2 separate regions of the Arachis hypogaea genome follow, and region 2 is linked to region 1. Evidence: chromatin contacts called from public Hi-C data. All regions are on one chromosome and are shown on one strand. The core of a region is the stretch at or near the end of the contact, and the rest is flanking DNA. Distances in the headings are between cores, read along the strand shown.

Region 1 (6,777 bases), core at 1,729-4,228:
GTTCGGTAAAGAAGCTTCTGATAAAGAACTGAAAATGATCACTCTTTATGAGTTTTGACTGTTTGAAGTGTGAGTCCATTTTGTTCCCCATTTAGCCAAGTAGAAAGTGACATGATACATCATGCTTATTAGGCCAAACTGAATAAAATGTAATTGATTTCAAGATTTTATATTCCTGATTTTAACCTTTATTGAACACACTAAACTCATGTTTCTAGCATGAACATTAATTGGTTACAACCAAATTCAAAATGAAGCTTAAAAATGTTGTCCATTACTTATTATTTATCATATCCTTATTAGATCGAAAGAATATACCAGTTAAATAGAGAATTAGCATGAAAAAAATTATTAATATTAACAATATAATGGTCATATAACAAAAATTTTATTAGTATATATGGATGGCAATGGGGCGGGGCGAGACGGGTATTTGAGTACTCATATCCGTCCCAAACACCTATGCATTGCCCATTCTCCGCTCCATTACTTATGGGTATCTTAATTTTTATCCCACACCAAACCTGCAGGTATATATACCTGTCCTGTACCTGCTCTGTTGGAACCTTGGAATTTAATTGATTTATAATTTTTCTCTTTAGAAAAACTATAGCATGAAAATAAACAAATTGAACTAAATTAATAAATAAAATTCCAAACATGATTAAATTCTTCAAAAATATAATTAAGTACAAAGATAATTTTAAATTGTTCACAACAACAAATAGCATAGAGATAGTCTTACAATCCATCAAAATAGCCTTAGAATATCAAAATAGTCTTAACACACAGCATATAAAACTAATTAACAATAGGGCGTGGGAGCCATTACCAACACCTGCCCCATATCCAAACAGAAATCAGCAAATGTTACCCAAAATCCACTCTATACCCAGTCAATCGTTGAAAAAACCTGCCCCGAGATCTGAATTGTCATCCCTTTTAGTATGACAGCATACCTCCTTGATATATGACATTTGTTAAATCTGGAAGTGGTGCTTCATTTTGAGTTTTATCTGGAAAATCGGCTTTGATGGTTGATTATCTATTTGATTTAACAAATGTATTGAAAAGCAACTCAAATGACGAGGTTGTTTTGTCAAATAAAAATGCACATTGAAACATTGTACTATTTCATTGCTGATTCACTCCCATAAATGGTGCACTAGATTATATTTGTTCATGCAGTTCTATTAAACAACCACCACTAGATTATATAGTAACATGTGATGCCCACCATGTGTTTGTTTATTTGTGTTGAATTAGGTTTGATTTGGAAGGAACAATGATCAGAGTTTTTGACAACAGGAAAAAACCATTATCCAAATGGGTATTGTTTGCCAAATTGTATTGTACAAGTGAACCAGTTCAAGAGGTTACAGATGCAACTAGAATGGTATGCAAGACTATGATGTCATGTCCTCCAATGGGACTGGACACTGCTCTTAATCAAACTGGTGTTAGAGTTTCACCGGATTTGGTCCAGAGTGTCCTCAAGAGTTTTGAGAATGCCGGTATGTTGGCGTTCCGGTTCTTCGAGTGGGCTGAGAAGCAGAGAAATTACACACACGACGTCAAGGCATATCACTCAATGATTGAGTCTTTGGCCAAAATAAGGCAATACCAGATCATGTGGGATCTTGTCAATGCTATGAGGAAAAAGGGGATGTTGAATATTGAGACTTTCTGTATCATCATGCGAAAGTATGCCCGAGCTCAGAAGGTAGATGAGGCCATTTATACGTTTAATGTCATGGAAAAATATGACATATCTCCAAATCTTGCTGCATTTAACGGTTTACTAAGTGCATTGTGCAAGTCCAAGAATGTGAGAAAGGCTCAGGAGATCTTTGACTCTATGAAGGATCGCTTTGTCCCGGACTCAAAAACTTATAGCATATTGCTTGATGGATGGGGAAGGGCTCCGAGTCTTCCGAAAGCAAGAGAGGTTTTTAGAGAGATGGTTTGCATGGGATGTGATCCGGATATTGTCACATATGGAATAATGGTTGACATTCTTTGCAAAGCCGGAAGAGTTGATGAAGCTGTAGAGATAGTAAAGGAAATGGATGCTAACAATTGCGGGGCAACTTCTTTTATTTATAGTGTCCTGGTCCACACATATGGGGTGGAAAATCGGATTGAAGATGCTATCAACACATTCATAGAGATGGAAAGCAAGGGAATCAAGCCAGATGTTGTGGTGTATAATGCATTGATTGGTGCTTTCTGTAAAGCAAACAAATTCAAAAATGTTCATCGAGTTTTGCAAGAGATGGAATCCAATGGTGTTGATCCTAATTCAAGGACCTGCAATGTTATCATAAGCGGTTTGATAAGCCAGGGAGAGACTGATAGAGCTTTTAGGGTCTTCCGCCGGATGGTTAAGTCTTGCGAACCGGATGCCGATACCTATACAATGTTGATAAAAATGTTTTGTGAGAGAAATGAACTAGAGATGGCTACGAAAATATGGAAGTATATGAAGTCAAAACGGTTTGTCCCAAGTTTGCACACCTATTCAGTCCTCATCAATGGGTTGTGCCAAAAGGGCAATGCTATGAAAGCATGTGTTTTGATGGAAGAGATGATAGAAAATGGAATTCGACCATCTGGTTCAACATTCGCCAAGTTAAGACAGTTACTTATAAAGGAAGGGCGAGAGGATGTGCTAAAATTTCTTCATGAGAAAGTTGATCTTCTTGTCAAGGAGCCTTTATTTGATTAGGCTTTAGCTAATCTTACATACTTTACATTCTAGTGAGCCTTTATTTAATCAATGTAGCTTATAAAGTTATATCTATCATTGCCGGTAAATAAGTAAAGGGCCTTAGAGCTTTATGTTCAAATATGGAGGCTTTAAATATGGTTTGAGATGATAAATAATAAATATGGCTTAAATAAAGAGGGATAAAAGATAAATGTCTTCTTGATTTTTATTTCCAGAAATATCGTTGCTAAGAATACAATTTTTAGAAATGACTTTGCCATGTATGAATTATTCTCAAAGTTTTGAAAATTCCAATTAATCATTAATTTTTAATAAAGTTTTCAATAAAAACCAAATTGATTCAATTGATAACTGATTATTTGATAATTTTTTGTAATTGATTTTTTTTTGTTTGAATTAAAATGATCAAGTGAAATATATATTCTCTGTAATGGTTTTAAGTTTTGTAATGATATATTTATTGGTGACACTTCCAAGTTCCAACATGTCATCACATCACATAATTGAGTGAATTAGCCTCAAGTTAGTAATTAAAATATTCAAAATATTTGTTATCAAATTATTTATCTCTAAAACTTAAGTTATTAGGTAAAAGTGCATAAATAATTATATATTTAATAGTTTATGTCAAAAATCTTGTTATTCAGACTGAATTTGCTTCACTACTATTGTATTTGCTCTAAGGCTTAATAGTTTCAACAATTAAAGAACTAGTTACCGTTATATTAGTGAATTTCATTCAACTACTTCAACTGCCTTATTAATGTTAGATTTTTTTTCCCTGGTTAATATTCTTTAGGGGTGGGGTTTAATGGATTTCCAAAGTACATTACCAAGATATATAGATTGTGTGATATATCTTTTCATTCTTCATGCCTTTTCAAACATGCTGTGGCAGAGAGACATTAGATTCCTTAATTTGACTAGAAAACATAATTAGGTTATTTATTTATTCCTTTTTCACACTCTTAGAATAGCTAATAAAATGTGATCCGTTAGTCCAATAATATGCACATAGTTGTAAAAATCGGACTGATGCGGCCGGTCGGATCGGAAACATCGGCAATCCAGCTTTAGGTCGGTCCGAACTTATAATTGGACCGGATAAGGAGCAAAACTGGTAAGAACTGGTTTGACTGGGTCGGATTTTATCAAAACCGGTGAACCGGCGGGTTCAAGAAACCTCCTAGTTCTGAAGCACAACCCCACACCCCCTTCTCTCTCACTCTCACAAACGGCTGGGAGCTCACCCCCAGACACCATCAGAGGTCACCTCAGCGGCTCACTCCACCTCCGTTCACCGCCACCGCACGCTCGCCGCCGTCGCCGCGCCTCTCGCCGGATCCTCCGAGTCATGTGCTCGCGTGTCGCTGCTCTCCTCTGTCTGTGCTCGGCTGCCAGCGTCTCGCCGCGCCTCCGCCGGTGAGTGCTCGAGGCCTCGAGCTGTGTTTCCTAGTTCCTGCTGCGTGTCGTCGTCGTCCGCCATCACTGCACCCAACCCAACGCCTCGTTTGCTCGCGTCTCGCCTCTGTCCTCCGTCTCTGCTCGCCTCAGCTGCTCGCTTCTCGCCGCGCCTCCCTCCGCCAGTGAGTGCTCGAGCTGTGCGTGGTTGTTGCTTCTCGTCGTCCGTGGGTGTTGCTGCCTGCACTGCACTGCTTGTCTGCCTGCACTGCTCGATTCTGCCGCTGCAACAACAGTCAACTGGTAAGCTTTTTTTTTTTTTTTTTGTGTGTTTAGTTATTCTAATATTCTATAGTAATTTTTAATAGTTGATTCATTGATGTTATTTCTGTTGATTTTATTGTTGATTGATTTATGAATCTGATTAGAATATGGCAGTGGTTGAACTTGAAATGTTGAATTGGTTGAAATGTTATTGTTGTTAATTTAATTGTTGAATTGGTTTATGAATTGGTTTTGCTGACTATGAATATGCAGTGATTTTGTTGAGTGTTGAATTGGTTTATGAATTGTTTTGCTGATTATGAATGATTTTGTTGATTGTTGAATTGTTTATGAATTGGTTTTGCTGATTATGAATATGCAGTGGTTTTGTTGATTGTTGATTGTTGCTGTTGTAATGATGCTGATTGGTTTTGCTCTTAGTTACTTAGTTGATTGAATTTTTTTCTTTTACGGGATTTTAAGATGGATTCACCACAAACACCATCGTCCCAAGAACAAGGATCAACTCTTGATACAACAATTGTAACCCAAACAAATAATAATAGAGGAAAAACTGATCCTGTGTGGGGCCATTGTAAACAATTAGTTGAATCTGGAAAAACTATTTTGTTATGCATATATTGCGAGAAGCTTATGCTTTGAAATTACTCCTTGGACTTAGTTTATGAATTGTTGTTCTTATTGTGTCAAATTAAGATACTATTGTAATAATGCTGACTAATTTTATGTCTATTTTAGTATTAGTTATTTTTAGAATTTGAGACTTGATTATTGTTAACATGTTTGTGAAGACATGTATTTCAAATTTTAATTTTAAGTTTTTGATTATTTTATATTTTTATTTTAATAAGTATGGGTCAATCGATTCAACCTTTGACCCACCGGTTGAACTAGAGACCGAGTGACCTAGTAGTCCGACCGATTCGATCACCGGTCGGTTCTGACAACTATGCATGATAGTTTATCTATTTGAAGAAGTATAGAAAACCAATAGGGACGGCTCCTAGTATTTTTATCTAAGCCCCTCCCCCCTCTTCTCTTTTCTCAGCACATTTTTGTAAGCCCTAAAGCCCAATTAAATGACATGTTTTTCTTTTCGGCTTTGCACAAAATGCGAAATCTGTTTTATTTTCTGTTACTTTTTTTAAACTTCTTCAAGAAGTCTTCTAGTCTTTCTTCCTATCAACACACTACCATCACTCTCACTCTGCTTGTTGAAGTGCATTCCATCTTCTATTTCTTTTTTCACTTTTTTTTTTAAAATTTATTTGTGCTTATATCTTGATGCTTTGATTGTTTGGAAACTTGGATCACTTGGATGCTTTTACTTTCCACACTTCACTCATAACAAATTACAAGTGTGTGTCTCTCTCTCTCTCTCTATATATATATATATATTTGCTCAGAGTACGACTTGTGGGGTATAATGTGTAATGGGAGACGACTTGATGCTGCTGCAGTAACTAGTAGTACCTGTGTTACTTTGGTAGCGTTTGTTTTGAGAGATTGGGACAGAGACGGAGAGACTGAGACTTAATATCATGTTTGTTCGCTCAGAGATTGGTACTAAAATTTTGTCTCTGAAATTTCAGTATTTCAGTACCTCCAAAAAATGAGGACACAGGGGCTGAAATTTTTAGAGACAGAAACTGAAACTTTAATAACATTTTATACTTAAAATACCCTCATTTCAATTAATTAATTCTAATTTTATCTTTTGTACAAATTAAATTAGAGTTTCATTCTTATTTTAATTTATGTCTCCCACTTTGTACCAAACAGAATATTAAAATTTATTTCTGTCTCTGTCTTTTAGTCTCGGTGCTAAATGGAAGTAGTTCCTGTGTTGTTTACTATGATGTGGTTTCTTTTATATACAAGTTCCCATACTGGTGCTAAATGGAAGTAGTTCCTGTGTTGTTTACTATGATGTGGTTTCTTTTATATACAAGTTCCCATACTGATTTTTTGCTGCTGTATGCGATACATTTCGGTGCTAAATGGAATTAGTTCATGTGGTTTTCTTTTGTATACGAGTTCGTTATTGATATTTTTGGTACTTTTTGGCAATTTGATTTCTTGACCATTTTTCTTGGAAAGATCAAAGCTATTTAGTTAATAGGAAAACACAAATATTACTAAAAAAAATACAATTGAAAACCATTAATAGGGGAAGCACATCATTCAGCTAGATTAGTGGATGAGTTGGAGTGTGTTTTACACGCACTTACTGATGAGATTGGTTTTTGTTGGGTTTGGGTCAACTTGGTTGATGAAAAAGTTTGAATGTGTAAGGGGACCGTTTTGAATTAGGTACAATTAATCAATAATGCTTGCTGCTTGCAATTAGTTGCTTTTTA
Region 2 (6,777 bases), core at 1,341-3,840, 190 kb after region 1:
ATACATACATACATACAGTGAGTATTTAAACCAACTACTTCATATTTCATAACGATATGAATTAATACCTGGATGAGATATCACTACCATGCTGGAAGAACAATCATCAGCCTGTATTGTTCTATCGGAAGATAACCCTACAAGTGAAACAATATAGTTATCAAGAAAGTCCATCAGAGCTGAAGCCGAAAGTGAGAAAACAAAAATGACAAGGAAAATTCTGAAACTATAACAAAGTGATTCTCATAAGCTCACCTGATTTGGTGAATTCCGGAACATTGGGGGATTGTTCAGAACTAGCATTTTCAATTTCGATACAAGAGTCTGCTATGGAGGAACACCTTGTAACTTCAGATGAAGGCGGCTTTGAATCACCAACTGCAGGACTTATATCTTCATTCGAGGTCTCACAAGATTGGGATGCCCTGCATACATTTGTTTCTGCCAGAGGGGTTTTATCGAATTTCTTGGATGCAACAACTCTTTTATTTACTTGATTTCCATCGATACGAATATTCGATTTGATATTCGTGGTCTCAACATAATGTCTTGAATGTGAAATGAAGTTTCTTCTTCTGACCGAACTTCTAGAAGATGATATGAACATAGCATCAGAATGACAAGTTCCATCATCAGATGCAGCACGAATGGTATCATTATTGCTATCATGATGAATTCCCGAATCATATTTCTTTTGTTTGAAATCTTCCTTCATAGGTTTTTGCTTCAAACTTTGAAATGGCCTTTCAAATAACCAAGCATCAATGTATTGATCTACAGGTCCAGAGGCTTCTTTTTCATCCAAATCATAGGAACATGGAGGAATGAAATCTCGCATAACATCTGAATATAACTTTTTAACATTCGTGCCAACAGTCTGCATCTGATTCTCTATATATTTAACTGCATCCTATTTCTCAATGAAAAAAACAGAAATAAGAGATATAACAGCCATTATAATTGTCAATCAATGCAAGAGTTGGAGCCATCAGTGTTTAGAACAGTTAAACCAACTACTGTTAACAGATAGAGACCACAAGCTTGTCATAAATCACCACTAATAGAAAACGGGGAAAAAAATTAGCAAACAGTTGCATTAAACATTCAGAAATGTGTGTGAGCCTTTGAAAATGAAGATAATGAATATTTCTGCAACTTTTTCCTTTGCAAATTTTCTAAGGTTCGTTTTTAAGTAAATTTTCCTTTTTACAAAAAAAAAAAAATGGCATCCTATTTTGAAAAACAAAGCTGTAGTTTTTCTTTCTCCTTCAAAATTATGACTATTTTAACCCCCTCATATTAGAATTGAGTGAACCTAATTCCAAGCAATGCACTGCAGTGCAAAAACAAATCGTATTATGATACATGGTGAAGCAAAGACATGTGCACTTATTAGGGTAATCTAAGTTATCCTTCCATTTAAAACAATCAATATGTTTAACATAGGTCAAGATTATTCGAAAAGGGAGCCATACCTCGCAGATTATATCTTCAGCTTCCAGGCACATATTCTCAAATTTCTTGTATATATTTCCCACCCAAGTTATGCCTTTCACATCCATAGTGATCATAGTATATCCTATATCCTTTTCTAGAATATTACTAAGTCCAGACACTGTCTGATGGTGGTTCTACTTCTACCTGATTGTCTGCAAGAAATCAGAAACAAAGTATCCAACGGAGTCATGAAAGTATCTTGATTAAAGAGTGTTATAAGTTATAACAAATACATAAAATGGATTGGAAAAAAAAAAAAGAAAATCAATTAAACAAGAGCATTAATGGAAATTCAATTAAAAAAGTCTTTGTCTAATAATGCCAAACTTAAAAGCTCCAACTTCCCACTGCCCCACTTTCTTACCTACCAACAAAACTACTAGTCTCTAACTAACAAACCTGCATCCTTGAACCCATATCAAACCCTTCGGATAATTTAAGCCACACAATTTTTTCATCTTTTTCGTACACCAAACATCAGCAAAAAATAGAAGAAATTGGATTAGGGACATCTAAAATAAGAAGTAAAACAAAATAAACAAACAAAAACACCAAATTATAATAAGAAAAAATAGAAAATCAACAAAGGAAAGAGATTTTGATGATAAAAAAGTACTACAAATTAACATAGAGGATAGCTAATTTGGGCATAGAAAGAGATGTCAGAGCTTACCTGTTCGTAGAAGCAGAGAATTAAGAGACCATCAATCAACATGTTCAGCCAATTGAATTGCTATTTAAAGGGAGGAAGAAAGATAAGATGTGCAATTGTAACACGAAAAGGGTTAGGAGAAAGAAAAGCTTGGATAAAGTTATAAAAGGAGTTTTATGACCTTTTGCGGCGGTTATGTTTACAATACGAGGATGAACGAAGAGAAAACGTGCACAGTAGGCATTCAGCTTCTTGAGGCATTAAGATGTCCGTACACGTGTGCATCTTTGTCCTTACGGCTTACGTTCTACTCGCCAAGTCAACGTCATTTTTACAAAATTACTATTTTACCATTGTTATCCGAATCCGATCAGACCGTCCGATTCAGCCGGAAATTTGATAAATCAACGATTTGTTTGATTCAGTTTGCTATTAAAGTATTAAGTTTGGACCTGTATAAAAATCTTTAAACGATGGTCCAATCCGTTAAAAATCTAACAGTTCAGAAAAAATTGCTTGTACCAGCAAAAAGTTGTTGACCCAAAATATTTTATTTTTGACAAAATAAATTTTGAAAAAAAAAAAACATCTTGTGAAATATTGAATTTAGGGGTGTTTATGAGTCGGGTGAAATTGGGTGTGATGTGAATCAGATTCGCCCGAAATATATAATGGGCATATTTGTTAGACTCGAATCTGACTCTAGATCCGATAAAACCTACATACTTTCGGATCACGATTATATTGGGTAAAAACTGGGTAAAAACTGGACCGTTAACATTACATTACCTTGATACCTTCTTGTAAGTTAGCGCCAATGAGTAATAGCTCAAATGGCATAGACTCCCCATACTCAATTAAGAGGTTGCGGGTTCGAGTCTCCTATCTTTCCAAATTAGCGCCAATGAGTAATAGCTCAAATGGCATAGTCTCCCCATACTCAATTAAGAGGTTGCGGGTTCGAGTCTCCTATCTTTGTTAAAAAAAAAAGTTAGCATATAAAAATATCTAAATTTTCAAGACTTCAACAATTATTTGACATGGTAAAATTCACTTAAAAAAATATAATAAGAACCAACAATTCTCTAAAATTAAAGCATAACCACAATCAATACTAATATTGTCTAATAACACCAAATATTTAAATCAATACAAATAACACAATATTATACATTAGTCTAAAATCTTATACATTTTAAACATAAAACATTAACTTATAGTCTTATAATGACTAATAACACAAAATATTAAGATTTATAATACTTAAATTCCACATAAGAATAGACATCATTCATCACTAATAACACAAAATATTAATTGTGTATGATGACCGGGCCACCGGTCTGAGTTCGGGTGACCCGAGCTATGGCCTGTACCCGACCCGAAATAATGACCGAGTCTATTTTTTAGACCCTTACCCGATCTTAAATTCGATGAAATCACACCAAATTAGCTCCTAAAATGTTCGGAGCCGGCTCCATCCCGGCCCGGCCATGCACACCCCTAATTGGAGGATTTTTTATTTTAATATGGAAGAGTGAAGAGAGTTTTACGTTAATGTTACAAAAAATAGAATTTTACAGTAATCTGGGGGCGCTGTTCTGTGTAAGCACAATACGCAGAACACGTATTGTACTGACAATACGCAGACCGTGTATTGTCAATACGCAGACCGTGTATTGTAATTTAATATTAAAATAATACAATAGCAGTCTGCGTATTGTAATTAATATTAAAATAATACAATACGTAGTCTGTGTATTGTCTTTATAAATTAAAAAAAATTAATTTGACAATTTGCACTCTGCGAATTCTATAGCCCCCAAAATTTTTTAAAACACCATAACTTCCAATATTAAAGAATTACACCCATTTTTATCCAATATCCAAAAAAATTAACCCTAATTGGATTGTTTTATTTTTGAATAACATATATATGATCTAAGAAGGTAGATAGATTTGGACAAATTATATATTTGTATTTTGTGGCTTGTCTCGTTGTGTTATGCAATATGTCAAGTTTTATTTTAATATGATTATTTATAAATTTATTTAGATATATGAGATTTTTATTTTTAAAATTTAATAATTTTATGTTAGGTGAATTTGTTTAGTGATTTTCTTTACACAAATGGCAAAAAAGTTCAAAAGGAAAAAATGAAAAAAAAGTGGGGTGGAGATTTTTTTTAAAAAAAAATTGTATATATTTCTTATATAATTACCTAAATGTTCTTGTAAAAATTAAATCAAATATACTAATTGTTTACCACTTATAAAAACAATGCTCATATAACTTCTGAAGAAATAAAATGCCAATTCTTTTTTTGAAAAAATTATCTTGTCAAAGCCTGAATTTTGTTTGGTTCCATACTACATACAGCTTATCCTTCTTTCTTGCTCTCTGAACCAAAAAAAAATGTGCTACCTCCGGTTGTTCTTATCAAATTAATCAAAACTTACATTGTTGCTATTTTTTCCCCTCAATTTTCATCTGGCGTAGTAAATTTACTTGATAGTTACGTATGAAAAGTTGGATTACAAATAGTAATTTGTATAACTTTTTATTTAAAATATTGGGCTAGCGATAAAATCTTGTTACACATGGCTGGGAATCTTTTAATTTCTATGCCCCAAAAGAAAGAACAATTGGGATATTTGGATTCAACATCTCCATGTGTTTTGGGGCAGGAATATCTCTCTATAAAACAAACCACTTTTTTCTTTTTGTGATTATCCACGAAATTAGATAACGGGCACCGATGTCCTGTGCCATTGGGGCAGTTACCTTTAACGTAGGTACCTTTATACAAAGAGTGTTGTTGCCATATTCGAGTATGCACTATTTCCTTGTCATCTCCGTTTCCTTTACCTTCTCAATTATCCTTCCCATTCTTGTTAGTTGTTACTATACAACTTAAGGCAACCAAAAACCAAAGCCAAAGCATTAATTAAAGTTGCTTAGTTTCTAAAAACAGTAAATAGTGTAACAATAATAATCACATATTAAGCATAATATATTTGTTAAATTTTAGTGATATTTTCTTTGCTAGGAAGATAATTATAATATTATTAGTTGTTAGAAACAAGAGATTAAATTGGAGAAAGAATTTATGTATTTAAACATGCTACACATTCATGTAACCATGTAACCAAGTTGACCCAAGCTCAAATAGAGTCACGCGCATTAATGACGAGTGAAAACACGCACCCGAAAACCCTTCGTTACTTCGCACTTATCATCATGAAAAAACGTTACTTCTTCCTCACGAAATTGCAATACGAAACCGCTCATTCTCTTTGAATCTCTCTCAAAATCACTCAAACTTCAGTCACGTTCTCTGCGAAAACCACTACTGCAGAAGAATCGCGAGAAGATTTCGCAAGGAACAATCAGAAACGAACGAAAACATCAACAGAGACTACCAAATGTATGAGAAAAACTACTGTTCATTAGAAATCTTGCAATGTCGCGTTTCTCCTAGTTGCATTTAAGGTTTACTGGATTGATTTGCTTCATTTAGTAGATCGAACTATTATGATTGCATTTTTACAGTATAACTAGGACTTGGAATAAAATTTGTTGTTATTTTCATTCAGTTAAGTGGATAGTGTAACTAGGGTTTGTACTTGGTTGTTACTCTGTTCAATACTTCTTTAGCATGGAGAAATACTATTCTTGTTGACTGAAAGTTGATCACCATTTATTCACCATATAATCAATGTTCGGTTCGGTGGCCTTCTTTAAATTTGTTCAGGGTTTATGGTTACTGTGATTGCTTTCTTACAGTATAACTAGGATTTTGAAAGAAATTTGTTGTTATTTTCATTCAGTTCAGTGGATAGTTTAACTAGGGCTCTGAAATTGGTTGTTACTCTATTCAGTACTTCTTTTGCATGGAGAAATACTATTCTTGTTGATTGAAAGTTGATCACCATATATTCACCACATGAACATTGTTCGGTTCGGTGGCCTTTGTGATTTTGATTTACTTGATATTTAATGTGTTTAGGGTTTAGGGTTATTGTGATTGCATTTTTATAGTATAACTAGGGCTTGGAATGAAATTTGTTGTTATTTTCATTCAGTTCAGTGGATAATGTAACTAGGGCTTTGTACTTGGTTGTTACTCTGTTCGGTACTTCTTTCGCATGGAGAAATACTATTCTTGTTGAATGAAAGTTGATCACCATTTATTCACCACATAATCGGTTCGGTGGTTTTCTTTTACTTTGTTCAGGGTTTAGGGTTACTGTGATTTCATTCTTACAGTATAACTAGGATTTTGAATGAAATTTGTTGTTATTTTCATTCAGTTCAGTGGATAGTTTAACTAGGGTTCCGAAATTGGTTGTTACTCTGTTCAGTACTTCTTTTGCATGGAGAGATATTATTCTTATTGATTGAAAGTTGATCACCATTTATTCACCACATGAACATTGTTCGGTTCGGTGGTCTTTGTGATTTTGATTTACTTGATATTTAATGTGTTCAGGGTTTAGGGTTATTGTGATTGCATTTTTACAGTATAACTAGGGTTTGGAATAAAATTTGTCGTTATTTTCATTCAGTTCTGTGGATAGTGTAACTAGGGCTTTGTACTTGGTTGTTACTCCGTTCAGTACTTCTT

Evidence for each region. Hi-C and Micro-C count contacts between places; a contact is called where the count stands out from the background.
Region 2: a Hi-C map of leaf shows a contact between it and region 1, with 7 times the contacts expected there. The contact joins the promoter of LOC112737752 here to the promoter of LOC112737749 in region 1. A contact is called at or near these places in 2 of 8 Hi-C or Micro-C datasets (both in leaf).

What each region holds. Positions count from the first base shown.
Region 1 is chr13:24,552,101-24,558,877 of arahy.Tifrunner.gnm2.J5K5, forward strand. It overlaps LOC112737749 (pentatricopeptide repeat-containing protein At3g58590), which reads left to right and starts at 2,979. Exons shown (of 6, transcript XM_072210614.1): 1 at 2,979-2,991; 2 at 3,531-3,555; 3 at 3,750-3,851; 4 at 3,930-4,435. The coding sequence starts at 2,979. LOC112737748 (pentatricopeptide repeat-containing protein At1g77360, mitochondrial) reads left to right here. Exons shown (of 2, transcript XM_025787810.2): 2 at 1,267-2,849. The coding sequence starts at 1,286. The coding sequence ends at 2,728.
Region 2 is chr13:24,742,316-24,749,092 of arahy.Tifrunner.gnm2.J5K5, forward strand. LOC112737752 reads right to left here and starts at 2,591. Exons shown (of 6, transcript XR_011869477.1): 1 at 2,171-2,591; 2 at 1,476-1,649; 3 at 256-910; 4 at 69-137.